Regions from separate parts of the Gossypium hirsutum genome. Here all the other regions are linked to region 1. Evidence: chromatin contacts called from public Hi-C data. All regions are on one chromosome and are shown on one strand. Each heading gives the region's core, a stretch centred on a gene start, on an enhancer-like site or on the middle of the called end of the contact. The rest is flanking DNA. Distances are from core to core; before and after follow the strand shown.

Region 1 (3,125 bases), core at 619-3,118:
TGTGTTTGACACAAGGAATCCCTCCTTGAGAAGCTTTCGGACAAAAGATGAAAATAGAATCAAGGAGGCATTTATCTAGGAAACTAGAGTACAATCACTTAATACTCAAAAGGCACTAAATAAGTTACAATTAAAAAAATGAATAAAGAACTAATAAAAAGATGTCATAAGTACAAGCTGCATGTACTTGAATGGTAAATAAGTACAGGAGAACATGTCGGGAAATGAAACCTACGGCACAGAGAGAGGCCTTTTGATTATCACTGTCCTCGAGAAAAATGCAGCAATCAGCCTTTAATTAAGCTAAAATTTCTGAGAGGACCTGGTTAGAACTATTAACCCAGACCAAGGGAATCTTGTTAACTCCCCTAACTCTTACACCCGGAGTCCTTGAATGGTAAATAAGTACTCTAAGTCTAGCTCAAACTGTGATTATACTAATTATGATAAGTTTTCAAAAATATCTAAGAACAACAGTATGGTTTTAAATACCCCAACAAAGAATATGTAGGAAATAGGCATTTACACATTCTCTGTTGATAGCAAAAGCTAAAAGCACCAACATATAAAACTCTGCGAATTCAGCATACGAAGCAGAACTGCATGCTGAAATAAAATAAGAAGAAAGCAGGAAAAACATACCTTCTTCCCTTCCTTCTGAAGCTCAGAAGCTCGAAGATACAACTCACCTCTAACTGCATATTGAACTTTCTTCACGTTTTCATTCATTGTCTCATAGTCTAATGCCTTAAGACCCATGATGCCCAAGTTCCTTCCTTGAACTTACCAATATATGGACTCGGTACTCAACCTGTAAGAGAACTAAAAAGCATAAGTCTAATTTAACATTTTGGTTTTGCATATAAGTTTATTACTTGGCTTTCCAGTTCCAATACGAGAGTAACAATCAGCAAAACAATTCGAACGTTATAATATAATCACTATAAATTCGCTCTAATCCTAAATCTTAAAATCGGGTCTAAACATTTGAAAAGGAAAAACAAACATCGGCTCTAAGGTTCATATGATAGGAAAACATGCATTAATGGAAAGGATTAAAAGGAAAATCATAAAGTGAAAGAGAGCCTCTTGCGATGCGATCAATGCAATTATCAGTGAATATGGAGCCAAGCCAGAATACTAGAAAATCCAGGCATAGAAATGCATTTAGAAGTTTGAAAACAGTCAATAATCAATAGTCTATCAACAAAATCACACGGTTACCTTACACCAAAACCAAGAATCCGTAAAATTCAGGACCTAAACTCAATAAATCATGAATTACCAGAAAATCCAAACAGTTCACCCTTAAAACTAAACAGGGAAGTGCAGAACAGAAAAAAACTCCGTAAACGAGAGTAACCCGTGGGATGAGTGGAGTTGAAACTGATATCCCGAGGTGTGCAGAGCAAAGGGCAGGCACAGATTTTATGTGTAGTTTATTGTGTTGCAAGTGTCAGAGACTTTTTCATGTCAGGGAAAGGCAATATATACAAATAAAGAATTGATATATATAAAGATGTGGCAGTGTGTAAGGATTTGAAAGCAGTGGCAGCAGCAGAGCCACTGAAAAAGGGGATTTATTTTGAAAATGTGGGGATGCTGTGTTTTATCTTAAAAGATCAAAACACAAAGGATAAAATTGATCGGCGAGGTGTGGTGTAGCTTCAAACTGTGAGTTATTGGTAGATAATGAACCCTTTGGGGACTCCCTCACGTCTTCTTTGGACTCATGTTCAACATTGGTCGCTCTCACCAACTCCCAAGTGTGGTTCACGTTCCATTCTTTAGAGGAATTTTCTCATCTAATGGCTAATGGCAAATGGTAGTAGTAATTTGGTCAACTTTCATGAATGATTATTATGAATATTAGCGAAGGTCAATCATCGCTATTTATTTATTTTTATCTTTCACTCTTGATGATTTACCATTAGAAAAGTGGCAAGACAGGATTCAAAAATTTCATTCTTAGTTAGAAACTTGTAAATTAATTGAAGATAACAATTACAACATTCTCATTAAATTTATTTTTAGATTCACAAAATTGTTAAAAGACTGGTGAAATGCTATCACTCAACATGATCAAATGCAGTTTCTAGTCCTTCAAGATTTAGCCCAATCAATCAGAATCATGCATCAATACTTTGTAAGAAAACTGAAGAGCTGTTAACCTTGAAAAGAAGAGAATTCTACAAAAAAAAATGTCGAGGCATTTAGTTAGCCCAAACCAAAAATCCTTGCCTACAAAAACATTTTTTCAGCCCAGGCCCATTAAGACGTACAGAACATCTTCCTCATCCTCCACTTTTCCTACTGTTTACCCTGTTGCTCCAAACGCTAAATGTCTTAAGATGGATGGCGAATGCTTTTTTCATTGGTGATAATGTTGCTGCTCTATGAACTTCACCCGGAATGAACGGATATCAGTATAATCATATCACTTGATATAATATGAGACCAATTAGGAATAACAAAATCAATAAACTTAATTGATTAACAATAAATGAATAAATTTTGATTTGTATGAAGTGATGATCTTGACTCGTATAAAATAGTAGTTAAAGTTTTTACCGGATGTTCATTTGGCATGAGTTCAAATTGTGTTATCTCATCCCCATTCCTAATATTGTATAAATAAATAAAAAAGACAATGAATGAATATATTATATTTATAAAATATATATAAATATTTTACCTAAACTCGAACTTTCTTTTAAGAGAATTACTTTTGAGGATAGTAAATATATAGAAAAAAAACAATTAATCAATGACATTGGATTTGCAACTAATTTTTAGATGGTACAAAATTTTAATGCTATCAAAAAACAGATATAGAAAAGATATCTGTAAAAGACCACTTTCTCTCCTCTAATTAAGAAAAAGACCAAAAAAATGCGAGAGAGAAGCAGGCAGTGCTCCATACAAGTTCATTATTTTACTTTGTGCGACATCTTTATATAATTTAGGAGCCTCTTATGGGCCTTACCACTGTCAATGGCTTCTTTGGCTCTTTCCAAAGCTAAGGAACGTCTTCTGCCCCATCACATCCTAGTAAATGATCCACAATTCCAGCATTCAAAACAATCCGGTCATATGCCGGCCCTTTTTCACCTCGAAGAGCTGCC
Region 2 (3,409 bases), core at 879-3,378, 750 kb before region 1:
CGCAGAGGAGTGAGAGAAAGGAGGGCGCCAAAAAACTTAACGGATTTTGTCTGCTACTGAATTGGTTATAAGACTTACTATTTAATATTTCGGTTGTAAGCAAAAACGGCATGAAAAACCAAAAACTGATTTTATTTTCCTGAATCTATTTTCTCCTTTCTTCCAATTTTCATTGTTTATGCTACTGAGTTCTTAACAAAAGGTGTGTTTCCCGAGAACCAACCGGTCGTGGTTAAGGCTAAGTTGGTGTCCAAGACTGCTGAGTAGAAGATTAAGGAGGCTAGTGGTGCGGTTGTGCTCACCGCTTAGGTTAGATCTTTTGATTTTAGATCTGAATGGCATCTCTGTTATATTATTATCTTAGACTTATTTTGAAATTAAATTTTGCATTAACATTCGTAATTTTGGCTCAACTATAGATATTATATGTGATAAGTTTTGAGATATGTAGTTCATCTAGTTGTGTTTTGTTGCATACCATAGATTTTGGTAGACATGGACTTAAGTTGAATACTTATAGCCCCGAGTGCAATGGCTTGTTGTACGTGATGTATGCCATTAAGGTTTTCCTGCATAGTTTGAAGCGATTCAAAACTTTGGCATGGAAATTTATGATGATGAATCTTATGGGGGACTAGCGATAGCTTTCTTTTGTGTTGGTGAATTTTGGAATAAATTTTAGTCGATGCAGTCTCTTGGTACTCACAAGTTACTTGAGTTCAACTCGAAAAAACTTCAAACTTGCTTTGGTAATTATCGAGTCGAGCTCTCCTCGAGCCAACTTTGAGCGTAGTAATACTTGACTCAAACTCGCAAGCCTTATTGAGCTTTTTATAATTTTATATTATTAAATTACGTTATTATCCTTAATATGTATTATTAACCTTAAACTTAATTATTGAGTTGAGCTTGAGCTCGAGTTCAGAAATTAGTAAACGAGCTTAATCAAGCTCGATTATATCTTGAGCCGAGCTTAAGCTTGGCAGTATTCAGGCTTGGCTCGGTTCGATTATGCCCGTAGTTGAGCCATTAATCCCCAATTTCCATGCTGAAACCCATCTTATTAATAGGTGTTGCAGACCAAAATGAAAGTACGAAAAGCATATGTCTTAGCTGCCCTGCTTCATTGACATTAGCAATTTACTAATCTGGGAATGGTGTGTTATATGTGGTGCCATTGCTTAATGTGGTCGTACGTGTTCAAGAAGTTATGGTAAAGTTCATGGATGTAGAAGGGAAAGAAATAGACATTTATTATGGAACCATAAATTGGTAATTCACTTGGTGACCATCTTATTTTGTAATTGGTATTTTGAGATCTAAACTATGTAGGTTAAAATTATTTTGAAGACGATACTTTGATCGAGTTTTCTTTATTTTCTAGTACTATTACCGTCTACCCGTAAGCATGAGAAATGCATTAAGTGAGTGAGGCATAAGGTTAATTTCTTGCTTGGTACCACAGTGATTTAAGTGTTGATTTGAGGCGAAGCTGAAACAATACATACAGCAGTGAGTGAAGAATAAGATGACTATAAAACAATAACCAAAATTTCCCACTGCAACCACAGTTGTAACTTTGAAATAAAACTGTTGCCAAGAAGGGAAGCAAGGCTGTAGCTTTGAGGTTCAGCAAAGAGAGGGCTTTCATTTTCCTGCTCTTAAATGTACCCCGGAAGTGAGCGTGTTGAAATCCACATGGCTAACGCAACGACGTGTTCGGTTGATTGTCATGGTTCAACTAGCTAAGCTTTTCCGGTATCGCGAGGCAATTTGTAGGCTGCAACGCTACCTTAAAAACTGTGGTTGTTTGTTACAACCCTTTCAACAAAAGCAAATGAAACATGATTTACTGGACTTTATCACTAATATTATATTAGTTTACTTAAATTAGTAGTGAACACATTAGCCGAGCAAATGTGAAACTAACCTTAAGGCCCAACCCCAATCAAAATATATCCTATGCTAAATTTATCTATATATTTTCCCAAATATGAAAATAACCTCCTATCAGCAAATTTATAAAAAAAAAAAATCACAATTCTAGGATCCAAATGAACCTTTAAGCCCAACGTGATAAGGGCCAACCCCTGTTTAGATCCATCAAATCACAAAGCCCTAAAAGGCAAAACCCCATTGTCCACCACACAATAAAAACTGACAAAACCCTATTTTCATTTTTCTCGTCTATAAGCCGCGCTTCAGAAGTCCCGTTCAATCCAAGTATCTAACAATGTCAACCCGTTTCAAGAAGAATCGTAAGAAGCGCGGCCACGTGAGCGCCGGTCATGGCCGTATCGGCAAGCACCGCAAGCACCCGGGGGGTCGAGGAAACGCCGGAGGTATGCACCACCACCGGATCCTCTTCGACAAGTATCACCCTGGGTATTTCGGGAAAGTGGGTATGAGGTACTTCCACAAACTCTGCAACAAGTTTTACTGCCCCATCGTCAACATCGACAAGCTTTGGTCTCTCGTTCCACAAGACGTGAAGGCAAAGGCCAACAAGGATTCGGCGCCGATGATCGACGTGACCCAGTTCGGGTACTTTAAGGTCTTGGGAAAAGGTGTGCTGCCCCAGAATCAACCGATGGTGGTTAAGGCTAAGTTAGTATCTAAGACTGCTGAGAAGAAGATTAAGGAGGCTGGTGGGGCGGTTGTTCTCACTGCCTAGGTTAGGGTTTTTGCTTTTGGATCTCTTATATTATCATCTAGGACTTAATTTTTTAAATGAGATTTTACCATAACATTCTTAATTTTGCTTCAACAATATATGGTATGGTGTTTATTTACTTGTGTTTTGCTTTGTTGCATTTGCTTGATTTAAGTTAAGATGCGGAAATTCTTGATACTTTACTGAGATTATTATTAGCTTTTCGTGCTATCTCTATCGTCAGACCATTGCACATTCTGTATCAATCCATTCATTCCCAAATTGGCTTAACCTTCCAATGCACTGCCATTCTTTTGTTGTCAACAATGTTTTTCATAATTTCGTCTCTAGATTTTATGATACATGAGGTAATTCCTCCTTCGATAGAGTAGTGTTGGAAAATCTCCATCAAGAGTGGTCCCTTTGCTAATCAATGCTGGAAAAAAGATATTGAAATTAAGATTATTATCAAGTGCTTATGTCTGGATTGGAGTAAGCCTTTGGCTCAGTGATTTAAATTCGCAATTATTGTAATTCACGTTCATCATTTTGGTCATTGTCCTTTACAGATGACAATTCGCGATTGCATACCAATTTAAACTTTAAAGGACTAATTATTAATCAAAATTGAACATTTTATTATTTTTTGGGCTTGCGTTCCGACCCAACACCGTCCTAAGTTGTCCCCTCCAGGTCGACTCAGCCGCTGCTTCCCCACTCTGCTCAACCGTTTGCATCATAAAGAAACGAAGTAGA
Region 3 (3,343 bases), core at 480-2,979, 910 kb before region 1:
TGCTCTTCAATCTAGAACGAGAGTGAGAATCACTGTGTGTATTTTCTTTTCCAATACATTTGAAGAGGAAGGCTGAACTTCTACATTAGAGAAAGAGAATATTTTTTTTGATGAATACAGATGTTTAGCTAGAATTTACAGCTCTTTTTTGCTCTAATGGTTTAGGGTTTAATTTGTTAAAACAGGGGGTTGGTGCAGCGTAGAGACAAATTAGATTAATAGACTGACAAACTTCTTTTACTGGCAAGGGGGCACGTTTGGCTTTCAAAACAGATACGTTTTACTCATTCCTACTTTATCAGGATTGGTGTTTGCATTTCACTCCTGGAACAGCAAGAGTGAACAAAAAATAGTATAATACCTGCATCGTGCAATGCTTTCCGGGAGGGCATTTAGCTTGTTTCCCGAGACATTGAGGATCCTCAGATTAAGCAACAAACCAACGGAGTCAGGCAGATGTTGCAAATGATTGGAGGATGCATTAAGCTCCTCAAGTTTCTTTAGTCCTCCAATCGAATCAGGAATGACCTGGTTCCCAAGCACAAAAACACTAGTACATAAGCGTCTACCCATATTGTATACAGTTAAACAATTTACATATGTAAAGTAGTGAAGACCATAAGCAGCAGTTCTTTGTGCAAAACAGAGAAAATATACCAATATCCTCAGTCTCATGAAATACGCCATACTTTTAGAACAGGAGATAAAGCAATTTTAATTGAATAGCGAAAAAGGAAAGAATCCAAGTATTTAGTTTATCAATTGGTATAGTGTTGATCAAAGGAACATAACGTAGCTACTATAGTTCTTAGCTTAAACATCACAACTTTCGCAATTTCATCAAGCCTTGGATCAATTTGGCATAAACAGAAGAAAAGATAATGAAAATAAACATATAATACCTCTATCTGGTTATTGGAAAGATTGAGATAAACCAAACCGTGAAGTTTACCAAAGGCCTCAGGCAATAGCCTCAACTGTCTTCCAGAAAGCTCAACTCTTTCAACCACCCCATTCTCAGCTTCTTTCAATATCCTCACAACATCCTCATTTACTTCATCATCGCCGCTCATTTGCTCGACAGCTGAGCAATACAAACGACCCAGATTCTCCTCCACCTCAGTCAACTGTCTCTCATAATCCTCGTGCAAGCCTTCCAATCTAAGCACGGTCTTATATATGTCGGCCTCCTGTAAGGAAGATTGGGTTTCTTGAATGTGGGTAATCTTGGAACGAGCAGCGGAGACAGCTGATGGATCGGGTCGAGGTCCTAGGGAGCGTAGGAGGGAATGGGTTTGAGTGACGGAGGTGGGGATGGATCGGGAAAGTGAAGCAAGGATTGATGGATCGGGTAAATGGGGGAAACGGGTGAGTAGATCCTGGCGGATTTGGGGAGGGAGTGATGGGTAATTGTAAGGATCTTGTTGGGAGAAGATGTAGGACAAAATGGGGAACTTTGAAAGATTAGGATCCATTAAGGTGATTGAAGGAAGCAGGGATGAAGGAAACAGGGTCAGGTGGAGGGAGGAGCATTGACGTGTGAGAACGACGAGAGAGTAGTGAACAGCAATGACTCATGGAGCTGATGAGTAGTGTCTCTCGGTTAGCAGTTAGCATCGCAACGCCGAATGCCAAAAGGTACTTCTGGCATACGCTGGACCTGGTCTACCGCTTTCCTTTGCTCACATCATCACATTCTATACTTTGCCTTTGGGTTCTTAATTTCTGAGCTAACAGTGGGTTCCTAATGGGCTTTTCATTTATTGGTGGCTCTGGAAGGAAAGGCTTCATAGAATGACCCACCATCAACCCCCCCCCCCAACAATACATTTTATTATTACGGTTATTATTAAGGTTCCAAACTTGATTTACATAAAATAAGACACTTACATAATTTATATTTAGTAAAAGAAAGTTGGAGCAATTTTACTATTGTCAATTTTGAAAGTGAGCAATTAAAGACAATAATCAAAGTATTAATGTTTTCCATTAATTATACATAATTTTAATTTATATAATAGTAAATTTAACCTTCAATGTTTATATTATTTTTCATTTTGGCCTTCATTTAAAAAAAATAAATAAATTTAGCCTCAATATTTGTGCGAAATAAATTTAATAAATTAGGATCAAATTGATAGAGATTAAATAACTCTGAATTTTTTAGAAGGACAAATTTGCTCAATTTTGAAATTGGGGAAGATTGTAAAGTTCTTTTTACCTTTATATTATAACAACTCAATTAATAATAATTGTATTTATCCTCCACTTAAAAAATTTTGAACTAATCCAATATCTTTATCATATCAATTAACATATGATATTTATCATTATATAATTAATAGTCAATATTTCATCACATAAAAATATTTTATTATACAATTTTAATTGACTCAAAATTTGGTATACATTATTGAACATAAAATATAAGGGTGAAGTTATTAAAATACTAATTATAAACAAAATTATATACAAGTTGCGTATAAATGCCACAGAAAACAGAAGCGTGATGAGGATTTGAGGATTTGAGTCAGCCAGCCAGCCATCCATACACACCCTGGCCTCTTGGTCCATTATCAAGAATCAAAGGCTTTAACGTCGCCAATATCAGACCCGATCACAGTTTTCAAATGGAAGATTAGACGCATGTGGGATCCGTGATGGCTACACCATTCTCTTTTTTTAATAATGAACCCACTGCTCCTTGTCCAAAATAGACTTCCCAAATTCATGCTTTCTCCATTAGCATCCTCTGTAGTATGGTTTGTTTGATGTAAATAAAAGGGAAATCAATCATATACATTAGGAGGATAAAAAAAAAAGATGGGCACATGGTAGGGATAACCTTAAAACCACTTTATCTTTATCCCCGAAAGATGATAACATAGAATCATCAAACTCTTTCATTTTCGACTTTAATATTTGATAAATAAACACCCTTTCATATTATCTCTGCAAGATTATATGCGACACTGGCGACCCTTCCTTTGAACCAGAAATCACAACCTCTTACTTCTTTTAATTAATTAAAACTCAGCTCAGCTGGAGTTGGAGACTTTTTTTAAAATTTAATCCAATATCTACAGTCCTCTCTCCTATATTGTACTTGTTCATTTTGTGTCTTGGATTGAAGGGAACTCTTTATTCTGTTTCTGTTGTGAATATATTTTAGCTTTATTCCAAGGAAATTATTGTGTCCCACTACTATATTTAGATCCTTTGAGTGCATCTTCTTCATCGGTTAAAATACCAGCTGTCAAGGGGGGGACATGTTTTGTCCATTGCCTGGTGTTCAATAAATTCCAGTCATGACTCCATTCATCTGATTCTTCCAATGGTCCCT

Evidence for each region. A called contact is a pair of places that touch in the nucleus more often than the background predicts.
Region 2: a Hi-C map of leaf shows a contact between it and region 1, with 4 times the contacts expected there. The contact joins the promoter of LOC107886540 here to the promoter of LOC121219607 in region 1. A contact is called at or near these places in 12 of 34 Hi-C or Micro-C datasets (anther, callus, hypocotyl and 2 more).
Region 3: a Hi-C map of leaf shows a contact between it and region 1, with 1.6 times the contacts expected there. The contact joins the promoter of LOC107886546 here to the promoter of LOC121219607 in region 1. A contact is called at or near these places in 4 of 34 Hi-C or Micro-C datasets (callus and leaf).

Annotation. Positions count from the first base shown.
Region 1 is chrA03:97,889,716-97,892,840 of Gossypium_hirsutum_v2.1, forward strand. LOC121219607 (glutamate--glyoxylate aminotransferase 2) reads right to left here and starts at 1,869. Exons shown (of 14, transcript XM_041098080.1): 1 at 1,286-1,869; 2 at 643-811. The coding sequence starts at 759. It also overlaps the pseudogene LOC121218319.
Region 2 is chrA03:97,138,707-97,142,115 of Gossypium_hirsutum_v2.1, forward strand. It overlaps LOC107886540 (60S ribosomal protein L27a-3), which reads left to right and starts at 2,129. Exons shown (of 1, transcript XM_016810533.2): 1 at 2,129-2,792. The coding sequence starts at 2,234. The coding sequence ends at 2,674.
Region 3 is chrA03:96,982,071-96,985,413 of Gossypium_hirsutum_v2.1, forward strand. LOC107886546 (plant intracellular Ras-group-related LRR protein 3) reads right to left here and starts at 1,730. Exons shown (of 3, transcript XM_016810539.2): 1 at 903-1,730; 2 at 362-528. The coding sequence starts at 1,475. It overlaps LOC107886545, which reads right to left. Exons shown (of 4, transcript XR_001680791.2): 4 at 2,352-3,343.